2 separate regions of the Nothobranchius furzeri genome follow, and region 1 is linked to region 2. Evidence: chromatin contacts called from public Micro-C data. All regions are on one chromosome and are shown on one strand. Each heading gives the region's core, a stretch centred on a gene start, on an enhancer-like site or on the middle of the called end of the contact. The rest is flanking DNA. Distances are from core to core; before and after follow the strand shown.

What was found. A called contact is a pair of places that touch in the nucleus more often than the background predicts.
Region 1: a contact with region 2 is called in a Micro-C map of tail fin, with 9 times the contacts expected there. The contact joins the enhancer-like site here to the promoter of LOC107382216 in region 2. A contact is called at or near these places in 2 of 2 Hi-C or Micro-C datasets (skeletal muscle and tail fin).

Annotation. Positions count from the first base shown.
Region 1 is chr7:75,272,261-75,278,418 of NfurGRZ-RIMD1, reverse strand. No RefSeq gene overlaps it. Among protein-coding and RNA genes, the nearest start is that of utp6, 15 kb to the left of the region's middle. Within about 2 kb of position 4,043, at least 3 of the 3 cell types and tissues checked have an H3K27ac peak or open chromatin away from gene starts, as enhancers often do. A contact at or near this core is called in tail fin, where this site is marked.
Region 2 is chr7:75,159,860-75,165,658 of NfurGRZ-RIMD1, reverse strand. LOC107382216 reads right to left here and starts at 1,647. Exons shown (of 4, transcript XM_015954270.3): 1 at 1,499-1,647; 2 at 1-53. The coding sequence starts at 45. It overlaps LOC107382218 (rab11 family-interacting protein 4B), which reads right to left. Exons shown (of 14, transcript XM_054751646.2): 14 at 4,934-5,799.

The sequences.
Region 1 (6,158 bases), core at 2,794-5,293, 110 kb before region 2:
TTCAAACCACTTCAACAAACAAAAGTGCAGATGAGTTTCTCATCGTAGGATCGATGAGTCCTGAAAGCCCACCGACACATAAACCCAACCTCCTTCAATGCACCCATCGTTAACCCCTCATGTGGAGCTCCAGATCTTCTGCTTTAGAGCTTCCTGAAGAGGATGTATGTGAAGAGCGCCAGCACGCCCGCCGACAGCAGCCCGATCACACACTGGTGGACGGTGATGATGTTCTCCAGGGTGTGAATGCGCTCCTCCATGGCTTTGGTGTGGATGTAGTCATAGATGGAGGCCCCGATGCTCCACACGGCCCAGACAGCATCCACCACAGCCTTCACGGTGGGGGAGACCATTGAGACCTCCTACAGTCGGGTGGAGGAGGAGAGGGTGAGAGATAAAAAAAACACACAAATACTCCTGATCCTTTCTGTGGTTGTTTCAGAACTAGACTCCTCATCTGTGTTCTGTATTTGATCACTGTGGTTTGTTCATTAGTTACCAAGTAGGAGGTGAAAAACACAATCTGTCATTCATATGGAAATTTAATAAAAACAGAATTAAAAAACTATGCCAGGCAGCTTTAGCTTGTTTTCAAAACAACAGTTTTTAAAGAGTTTACATTAATAATGTGTAGCAAAAATAAAATGATGATTCTACCTTAGTCTTACATGAATAGATCTATAATCAAAGAGACATTTAATGCATCAGTATAAAAACAACCACGTGCTCTTTTCAGCAAGTGTACATGATCAGCTGTTTTTTGTTTACCTGCTTTAGTAAAAACTGCTGCACTGCCCCATCTCCCGCTGTCTCTTGCCTGCTTCACTCAACCCCCTGACGTCATCAGGTTTAATCAATGATTCTGATCCATAACTGAACTCCACACCCTTGTGGTGCTGCGTTTGCTTCAGCAGGGTCAGAAAGCATCCGACATCACAACGTTTGAACCGGAACCCTAGCTACAGGACTTAAGTGGAACGAAGAAGAAACCGAGTCGGAAACCAAAGCTAAAGCCGGCTGTAACAAAAACTAACGGGTTCACGAACCGAGTCGGACCTCACCGACACCTTCCAGGTATTACATGATGCTCCGACGACGCAGCGGGGATAAAGTACCTGTTCGCGTCTAGCTAGCGCTGCTAGGAAGGAAGTTAGCTTTAGCTAAACGTTTCGTTTCCGGTTGTGCCCTTCAGAATAAACATTGCACAATTACACAACGCTAACAGTTTGACAGCAACTTGTCAGCGATTGAAAGAAGAAAAAAACAACAAGAAAACAAAATATAACGTGTGAAATATACTGCGCTTATTTAAACGGAAAGATTTTTTTTAATTGATCAAGGTTTTATTTTGAAAAACGACATCTTCAAATCAAACAGCTGACTGAAACCATATGACTGTCAGGACTGAAAGGTCAGCGTTGCCTTCAGAAACAACATTTTTGCCATTTCTATTATCATTCACTTTTTTTGACTGAGGGGAGGGGTGTTGTGATTTAATTTCCCTCTTGAGTTTTTCACAATAACTTCTAGAAATATTTTTAAACTAATGTAAACAAACTAACCTGTTTTCTTCTATTATGGATATAATTCACGGGCCCAACTTCCTTTGTGCTGTAAACGTGTTTAACTCAAAAAGCAGCCACAGTTTCACAAATGAAGAAAGGAAATTCGGTGGTTAAAATGAGTAAAGGTGTGTGGTTTTTGTGATGATGTCCTGATTTATTGCATCTTCAATTATGTCTTTTTTCCCCTAGTTTTTGAAATGTTTGATATCTTAAGAGCTGAAAAGTTCTTGAAAGAATGAACGAAAGAAAAAAAAGAATGTTTCTCATAAAAAAACTGAGTCAACCAGTTGCTTAACAGAATCAAAGTAACCCAAATGAGAAGAAAACAATGAATAAATAAATAAATAAAAACCATAGAGATAATATAATTGTGCAACGGTAAAAATAAGTCGCCCCTAAATTTAATATCTGGTTGTAACAGCTGTGAGGACAACTACAATGAGCCTTTGTGGTAAATGAGTCAGTCTCACATCACTGTGGAGGAATATCACCACTCTTCTTGTTAAGTCACTTTTTCACTATGAAGATCGGAGCTTTAAGGTCAAAGGTTCTCATTCAGGGTTTTCTGCTTAGAGAGCAGAATGCGTGGTTCCATGTGGTCCAGGGCCTGAAGCTGCCCCAGACCATCACACCACCGCCACCATGCTTGGCTGCAGGTATGATGTTTTAGTGATAATTTCAAACCAGATCAAACAGGAAACACACCTTCTGGAAAGTTCTGCTTTTGGCCAGCAGTAGCTCAGGAGGTAGAGCCGGTCATCCAGTAATCGGAGAATTGTAGGATCGACTCTAGCTCCCAGCAGAGAATTCTACAGCTGTGTCCTTGGGCAAGGTATTTAACTTACCTTCCCTGCTGGCGGTAATCGAAGGCATTTTGGTAGCGCCTGTGCTCGGCGGCCTCACTTCTGTCAGTGCATCCCAGGGCAACATGGCTACGATGTAGTTCATCACAGTAAGCATGTGAATATATGAGTGATGCAGTGGAAAGCATTTTGCGTCGTCTGACTCTGAAATGTGTTATACGTGTGTGGATCATTTTATCGTTGGTCTTGTAAGTCACGGAATGATTTCTCAGACGTTTGGGGATCATCAAGATGTACATTTTTTGGTCTTTGTGTTGTTCATGGTCTGTGGAGGTGTCACATCATGGAATCTTTGCCCCAGTCTCCTTCTATTAGTTGAATGACTGCTGACCTTAACCAAGTGAGTCCTTAGGTGTTGGTTTGGCTTCTTTTGCTCTTACATTGGGAATACGATTTTTTAGCCAACAGCATCAGGTCTGGGTGTGAGGGGTCAAACTAAACTCACTTTCCACATAATGTGGATAATAACAGATAATTCAGGATTTAACGAAGGAGGAATCACTTTTTTTTACTTTTGAGCCACGTGTGTTATTCTCATAGTAAATTACATAATCGTTTTAAACAGTGTTTTGTATTTACTCAGGTTAATGTAACCTGGTAATGATGTTAAGCGCGTTTGTGTCGTGGCGTTTCCCCGCCACCAGAGGTCGCTGTGCACCAACATGTTGCTCCAGAGTCAGGCAGATAACGGCAGAGAGGTGCGATGAACCTGGGATGGATCCAGTCTCCTGCACAGGAATCAATAAAAGAAGGGAACACCTTAACGGAGGCGCAGACGAGCCGCCCCGGTGGCATCGGTCCGGTTCTGAGCGGGGCGTGCGGACGGGTCAGCCACCGCACCACCGCAGGAATGTGTGTGCAGCGCAAGAAGCAGCAGCAGGAGGAGGAGAGGCACATGCTCGGACATTACTCTCTAGTGCTCCTGCTGGGTTTTAGGTCCTCTTTCTTCAGCTGCTCATGCGGGGCTCCTTCGCTGCGCCCCCCGACTCAACTCGGTTGGAGACGTGCCAGCAGCGCTCTGAAAATAACCAGGTTAGTACCGGTCCGTTTTGGTTCGGGAAGGGCCCAGCCAACACGAGGGCGCAACCTATATCACCTCCTTCCAGCTGTTTGGGAATATCCTGCTCGTAAAGGCTACGGGAGCAGGATCCTGTCTCTTCTCTTTTCTAGAATGGAAACTGGGTGACAGACTGGCGCGCAGGAGAGAAAAAAAATCATGCAGACGGCTTATTCATATTTTTATTTTTAATTCTGAAGGAAGAGAAGGCAAGAGGTGGTGCAAGGCGCTACTGTTGCATGTTTTTTCTTTCCTTCTTCCTTGGACAGACGGGGGAGAAGATGGGCCAGGGTGGAGTGGGAGGAGGAGGAGGAGGAGGAAGGGGGGACTGTCCGACTCCTTCCTAAAGACAATCCCCCTCCCTGGAAAAGGATACTCAATTTAGAACGTGCGCAACACCGAGCGATTACTCATGGGGCGGCGGTGGAGCTGGAGCTGGAGCAGGAGGTGAAGTTTCACTTCGCTCGCAGACGCGGTCTCCTCCAGACTGTCGCCTCTTTTTTTTTTTTATTTTTTTTTTTTAACTCATGCGTGAAAGTCCCCCATTGGCTGCGGGATGCGTACACCTGTCCGGGGCGCAGGTAGGCTCACACGGCCGGGAGAGGCAGCTCTTCAGCGGGTACGTATGATCAAACCTGAGGATTATTCCAGGATGAACGTTTGGCTGCGGAGGATCTGACGGTGTGTGTGTGTCAGAGGCTGGGTCTTTGCGGGCAAGGTGAGTCCTCAGTTCATTCAACTGGCCTACAAAGTCCCAGTTTCTGGCCCACGTGACCTACAACGCAAAGGCAAAACTTCCGTCTTTGTTAGAGGGAGGAAACAGGATTACGCTTTAATTTTACGGCAACTCAGTGTCCAATTTAATCTGTAGGGTTGTAATAAATCGATGCAGGTTAAATCATTTGAACACCAACTGACGTCATAGGTATAAAAATGTTATTATTTAAAATGTTAATAGACTTTAGTGTTGATAAAAAAACATGGCGAAAATAAAAAAAAATTAGTTGGAAAAAGTTTGTATTTCAACATCCAGTCCCGAAATGTCCCATAAAACTGGAGCAGGTGAACACTTATTAATAAAATAATGTTTTTATTAAACTCGGGTATCTGTGCACTAATGATCTTAACTTAAAATTACAAATGTTCTAAACCTTTTCATAAAAGGTTCAAAGCGGCTTCAAACTAATTCTAATAACATTTAAATATGAAGTTTTTAAGTGCATCTAAAATTAAATGAATTTCACATTAGCTGCAGTTTTTCTGTGCAGTTAAATCCATCATTAATAATAAATACGAACAAGAGCTAAACTTGCAATAGGTGAACCTAAAGGATTTAAAAATCAGGAGTTGTGAAAAATCCTAAAGTGCCAAATTCTGAGATGGATCAAGTGTGTGAAGTAGTGGAGGAGTTAGGTTTGGAGGCCTGGGTCTATATCCGTCCCGACCCCGGCGCTGCACATACCTCACTAATGAATTCAGCATCCTGACACGAGATGCTTTATGTAATTAATAGAGCCATGGTGGCATCTTCCTGCTGCAAGTGACACATAGGTAAGACATTCGCTGAAGCATGGGATTCTTATTTTAAAAACAACCAGACCGCCCAAAGCGCTCATGCAAATGAAATCAGACCCCACCTCATCCACATCACAATAGCTGCTGCTGCTGCTGATCTGCCACTTTTATTTATTGGGCTGTTGATGCTAATAAGCAGAGCTTATTTTGGGTGGCGTATAACACATGGGTGGCAGGGTATTTGTTTTTTACGAGCCTGCTGTAACTTATTGCGTCTATCATGGACGTAATTTTGGGGGGGGGGACAGGGGGGACCTGTCCCCCCCCCAATTTTCCAAAGTCAAGTTATGACCCCTGCACTTTTTATTATCCAAAAACAATATTACTTTATATTAAATTGACACTGGTTGAGCTCCAGGACCAAGCAGAAAACAACTGTTTGTGTTGAAGCCTGTTTCCCATTGGAGCATACTGTAAAGATACCCCCCCCCCCCACTCCCACCCCGTGTCCCCCCCCACTTCTAAAGTGAAAATTACGTCCATGGCGTCTATAATAAGTTGCTGGAAAGTTGACACTTTGGTCAACCTGAATCTCTAATTAAATTCCTCCAGACTGTAGCTGACACCCGAATGCTTATTAACGCTGTTAAATGGGTATCGGATTTTACACCACTCTGCTGCTCAAGGCGATTTTAAGATGCGGCTGCCCTCACAGTGGTCCAGATGGCTCGCTGGAGCACTGTGAGATATCACAACGCAGGTAAAGGAATTAAAAAAAAAACCAAATCAAGTAGGAGTGCTGCGAGCTGAGCGGAGGGCCCAGGGAGGGAGGTCTGGTGGAATGGAGCTGGTTTGAATAAAGCTGCACGGGGAGCTCTGGGAGAGTCACCAAGTCGGCTGATTAAAGCTGATATTAAACAGCTTTGCCTGTGAAGCCTCCCTCACGTCGTTTAGAAAGGCCCGATCGGACCCATCTCGCCACTGGCTTGCTGCTCAGCGCTGCCCGTGTGTTTCTACTCTTGCCGCGGCTGTCTCATATTCTCCACACACCGTTTGTTTAGCGGGCTTCCAGACCTACTTTAAATAGACTTTTTCTATGATTCCCAGGTCGTCCCGCTCCGGGTCAATGGGTTCAGACAGTTCTTAAAGTAAACATCG
Region 2 (5,799 bases), core at 398-2,897:
TAATCCCTTCTGTCGACCCTCCAAGTTCAGACTACTCTGAGGCATCACGATACCTGTGACACACAGTTTAAGGGTCTCATCAAGAGTGTGCAAAACCTATTTTAAACAATATTTCCTTGATCAGAGAGCTGTCAGAGTATGGCTGCTGGTGACATTTGATCAGCGTTTACAAATAGCTATAGCTCCACATAGAGCATTAGACATTAGACTAAGTATTTTCCTCCGTACGGATTTCTTCAGTTTCTGCATGTTGGTTTGGTTGGTATGATGCAGTTTCTGTAATGCTGTTATAGTTTTACTCCGGATGTAACGGAGACTGAAACGGATCTGCAGGGCTTTAAATGTCGCTCTGGGTCCTTCTGTTCTTGAATTCCGTGAACGAGGCATGACGTGTTTCTTTTAGAGATCATTTAGCCTATTTCATGTTGTCAGAAAGGTTCAACTGAAGAGATTTCCTAATGCTAAAGGTCTGGCAGTAGTCAGGTGTGGGTGTGGTGCTGACCTCAGCTCATATTAAAAACAAGCATTCCTTCATTCCTGCTGCTTTTTGTGATTTGCACATTTTTCTGTTGTCATTCTAACTGCACACACTCATTACTGCATTTGCAGTTTTCCCATCCCCAGTAAATAATATTCCATCTTGTTTTTAATCCACACAGTATTTTTTTATTTCTAAAAATCAATACAAGGATTTTCTATTCTACTCAATTTTGTTATGTTAAAGGATGGTTAACAGGAGACATTATTGCATATAATTTCCCTGTCATCGATGAAATGATCAACGCATTTTCTACTTATTCAGGTTATCTAATAAGGATATCTATTTCCTTAATTTAGATACTCACCTGTGACAAAAAAACGCCTAATCTGCAGGGGGAAATACTTTTCACAGCACGTATTCAACCTTTTCACTCCTGTTGAATTCCTTTATAAGGAACATTGAAATGAGTGGGAAAATCCCTGACTAAACAGCAAAAACTCGTTGATGTTTCTATTTTTTTATTTATGAATTTTTTATGGAGTCACTATTTTGTTTTTGATTGAGGAACTGCTTCATGTGTTGGCCTTATTGAACGCAACACGATATGATTGCATAGCAAGAGATTCCTTCTCTCATCGACTAAACGCTTTTAATCGCCGGTCCAAATCTTCTATGTCGATTGATCGCTGACCTTGAAAGGTATGGGGACATTGCTGGTCATTTTATTGCCCATGTCATCTTTATTTGACACAGAAGAACAAGCAACAGCCCTTCTCCACATTAAAAGAACCCAAATAAGATATTGTCACCGAAAATGCACTTTGTCATCAACGAGCAGTCATTTCACTTCGTCTGTTCATCACAACCCCAAACATGTTCTTTTAGCTAGCTAACGTCAGCGTTAGCTTCATGCTAATTCACGCACTGAATAGATAAAACACGATAATCGAGTGACTTAAACATACGGGATGAACCAAATATGAGCTAAAAATAATATATATATATTTTACTTCTTACCTGTCCTGATGCCAAAGATTAATCTGCCCCGAACAGACTGGCCCAACCGGAGAGAGCTAACAACAAGCTGCCGCTAAGTGGTGCCAACACACATCATTTGATCCCCCCTTTGAACTGAACACAGGTGTTGTGCCGAAATGTGCATCCTTTGTTGTGAGAAGGCGCATATTAGTGAGGTGAGGCAGCATTTGAATAAATGTGCACCAGTTTATCTGTGTGCTTCTTTACAAAATGATGGTTTATGGGCAAATAAATAAAACAAGTGGCTGTTTGTTTTATTTGACGTATCAGTATTAAACCTTTAAAAGGTTTGCAATTTTGAGTCACATTTGTGCGTTTTTTAAACCAACAGCAAAATAATTTAAGCAAGCACGAAAATAATATAAAAGAATACCCACTCAAGCAATAGTATCAAACGCGTTTAAACGAATTTATATTCAAAAACAAAACTTTTTCAGGAAAAGCACAGATAACTATAAACGGCCCTTGTCAGGTGACTATTGGGTGCTGTAGCGCGTTGCATGATGGGATAGCTAAGTGTATAAACAAAGGAAGTGCCGGTCATTTGTGTTGTTGTGATCATATAAACCTCCAGAAAAATGGTACTTTCATGTTGTGTGAAGGGCTGCCATGCTATCTTTACGAGGAGGCAAAAAAGTAAAATGAAGGCAGGGATCGTGTTAACCGGATATTTCCGGTTTTGACTGTTTATTTTGATGGAGAAATCTTAAGGCTGTTGGTCATTCTGACAACCTGTATTTACCCCGCTGCATGCAGGTGTGAAGACATTTTAAACGTTACGCTCAGAGAACATCACAGACGTAACAAGAAAACAAGAAAAGATTCCCATCAGAACATCTGAGCATTTTCTCAGTCCTGGACACCATGATAGGCACAGCTCACTATCAGCACGCTGAGGAGCTGTGGAAGCAGCTTGAAGCATGTCTGTGGGTCACAGACCAGCTTCAGAACCAGAACACGGCAGGTAAAACGTTCCTACTTCAAGTTAAATCGTTTCATTGTAACATCAACATGTTGCTGGACAGCTTGTTTAGACTAAATGTAATTGTGAATTTGTATTTTTCATTATGTGAGAAATGAAAATGACAGGAGGAAACGAACATGACCATGTTTTAAACTACAGTATGTCGGTCAAAATGTAAACAAACACGTCTAGCACGACTTCTTACCTGTTTATAACTTATATTGATAATGACTTATTGCAGCGCCTGTGTTGGAGTAATGTTTCTGGGTGGCTACATTTTACTTTTACTTGATTATAAATATGTTGAGGTAGTGCTATAGTCATATATTTTCAGTAGTAATGAAACGTCTGAGCTCTGTTTGTTTTCCTTGAGGTCGTAGGGATCTACAATGTTGATTGTAGACCATTTCTGGAAACACATCTCTGTCCTCCTTCAGAAGTTTATTCGTGTAAGGGATTTGTTCGTCCTTGTTGTTTTTATCCATTCTTTTGGCTCGCTTCAACTTCAGCTATGGTTTCCCCTAGCAACGCGAGTCATCATACACCTAAAATGACAGGGGTGTGTTGTTGACTGGAAAGTCACATGTTTGACAAGGACCTATTGTTTTTGTTTACTTCTGCAATTTGCTGCTGTTTTGACAGGTGAGCACAGGTGAGCACACATGCTCTTTTTAACACAAAGCTATGGGGTGTTATATATGGGGTGCCATTTGTAAAGTACAACAGGCCTATCATAAGAGAATAAAATGGGAGTTCATTTTTCAACGTTTTGTCTTCATTTTGTTATTCATACATGTACAAATCTTAAGATTCCCAACTAAATAATGTGTTAGCAAGCTAAATATACCATTTAGAGTAAAATATTTATTTAGTTTGTAAAATAAATATTTAGCTCCAAATTCAATATTTATTTTCCAAAATAAACATTTAGATACCAGCTAAACATTTTTTGGATAATAAATAATTTTATTATTATTCCCAAAATAAATATTTATTTAGTAAATTAAATAATTATTTAGTAAATTAAATAATTATTTTAAAAAAACTAAATATTTAGATCTGACCTTAATATTTAATTTTTAAAATAAAGATGTATCTTTTTAACATTTATAAATGAATGAATAACATGGCAAAAATATGACTTTGAAAAATGAACACACACTTTTTGAAATCTTATCATAGGCTAAATAACCCCAAACCCAGCGCCTTGGTCTCCCTGACAGGGCTGCGGAAGGCGCTTTATAAATAAAGCTTTGATTGCTGGTAAATTATGACTGTTTGGCTTTACAAATGGCACTAGAACATTATTATTATTATTATTATTATTATTATTATTATTATTATTATTATTATTATTACATAACTCAGCCAACGAAAAGAGACCCAGTTGGATGCTAAAACTGGAGAGAACCTTCTGGTACGTAGTTTAAAACAACGTCCCCAAATAAAAGAGCATTTATTGTCTGACTGTCATCCTGCTTAAAGTATCTTTCTGGAGTTTTCCCCTTTCAGACATTATGAATGTTTTTTCAAAAATCTGTAAAAGTGATTATCTTATCATTGTAGCGTCATGAAATCATGAAAGCATCATCATCGTCATCATCATGAAAGCAATACGTCTTTTTTTTCTTGCTAAGCACGCCCGTGCAATAGGAAACTGAGCACCGACCAGAACTAACCAATAGTGTCAGACTACCGCTTACATGCTTTATATTTGAGAAATACCATGGCTGATGCAGTTGATGAACTTTTCATGGACAATTAAGTGTCTAAAATATAAATATATGAGAACACAACATGAAATAAGAATAATACTTGTAAAACAACATGTTTTAGCTCTGTTTGTTGGCAACAGAAGCCTGTTAACTCATTTAGTGCCATTGACGACTAAAGTCGTCATTTGCATTTTTTTTTTACCGTGTGGCCGTCGGAACGAACCCCTTCACCATGAGAACAAACATCCCAGCTCTAAAGCTGATCTTAATCCGCACACGTCACATGACCGGGAAGCAAAAAATCAAGTGTTTGCCAGGAGATCGTTTTGGGTCGCTGCTGTAAAAAAAAAGTGAGGCGCGAAACCGCAAAAGCTTCTGCCGATCACAGTTCAACCACGGATTATGAAAGAATGGATAACACTTGATATGCGAGGATCCTTCCTGATGTAAGAGGTGAGTCTCCTCTTTGTTTTGATTGTTTTGGCGTCGACATCGTCGTAGAGCGCAGCGTCCTGTGACTCTTAAAAAACAGTGAAAACGCTGAAAAACACTGGTGGCAAAGGGCTTTTCTGATCATTAAACGGCTGGCAGTGAATGAGTTAAGTAACAAGAAACGTGAAGTCGCCATCTTAAAAAACGAAGCGAGATTCTGTGTGTGTGATGTGCTTGTCAGCCACTATGGGGCTATCGGATAAGAGAAATACCCCAGAAAGACACTTTAAGGATGACCAGTCATTTTAGCTTCATATTTTATTTTTTAGCCAGTTGAATGAAATTAGAAGGTCAAATGCAAAAGAACACATGTTTGTGGTTATTTTTTAAACATTTTGATGCTCTGTTTGATTTAATTCAAGTCTAAAATGACACAAACAGCTGCTGAGCAAACAGACAAGAGCTGGGAATAAGTTACTATTGCTGGTAATGTTCACTGTTTAAGTAGGAAGACAGTAATTACAAACATATAAAAAGCCAGCTTAAAGCACAGTGAAAATCAGTGGACTAAGTATAATAAAAACAACAGTAAAAATAAGTCATTAAATTATGAAAACGGAACCCGCTGCAGTACCATGAGAAGCGTTGTGCTGTACGGCTATCAGGACACCTAAGCAACAAGAAACTTTTTTAATAAAATGGTATAAAATCATCTTGTACCGGTCTTAAAAAGAGGGGTGTGTGGCACATCAATACAAATGATCACCATTTATAGTCATTAACATGTGTCAGACAGACGGAACGATCCTTCAGAAAACCTGTGTAAATCTAAAGCGTCTCCATCTTGAAAAATGTCCTCCAAAGGCACAGACAGAAGAACGTGTGAGCCATGCAAACCAAAACAAATGGTTTCTGTGCAAGGTAGCAAAACTCGGGTTTAGAAGAATCATTATAATACAGCAGATTGTAACAGTTTCTCCTCCAGTACACAAATATATACACGTACGTTATCGACTAACTACAGAGGTTAAAAGTAAAAATGCTGTTTGGCCACACAGGAAGTGAGTGAAACGTTTAGTTGTACATTCGTGATATTTACAACGCCCACCAGCGTACATTCTGCTGCCCAAAGATGGCGATCAGATGGGTGATCCGGTCTCCTGTGTACT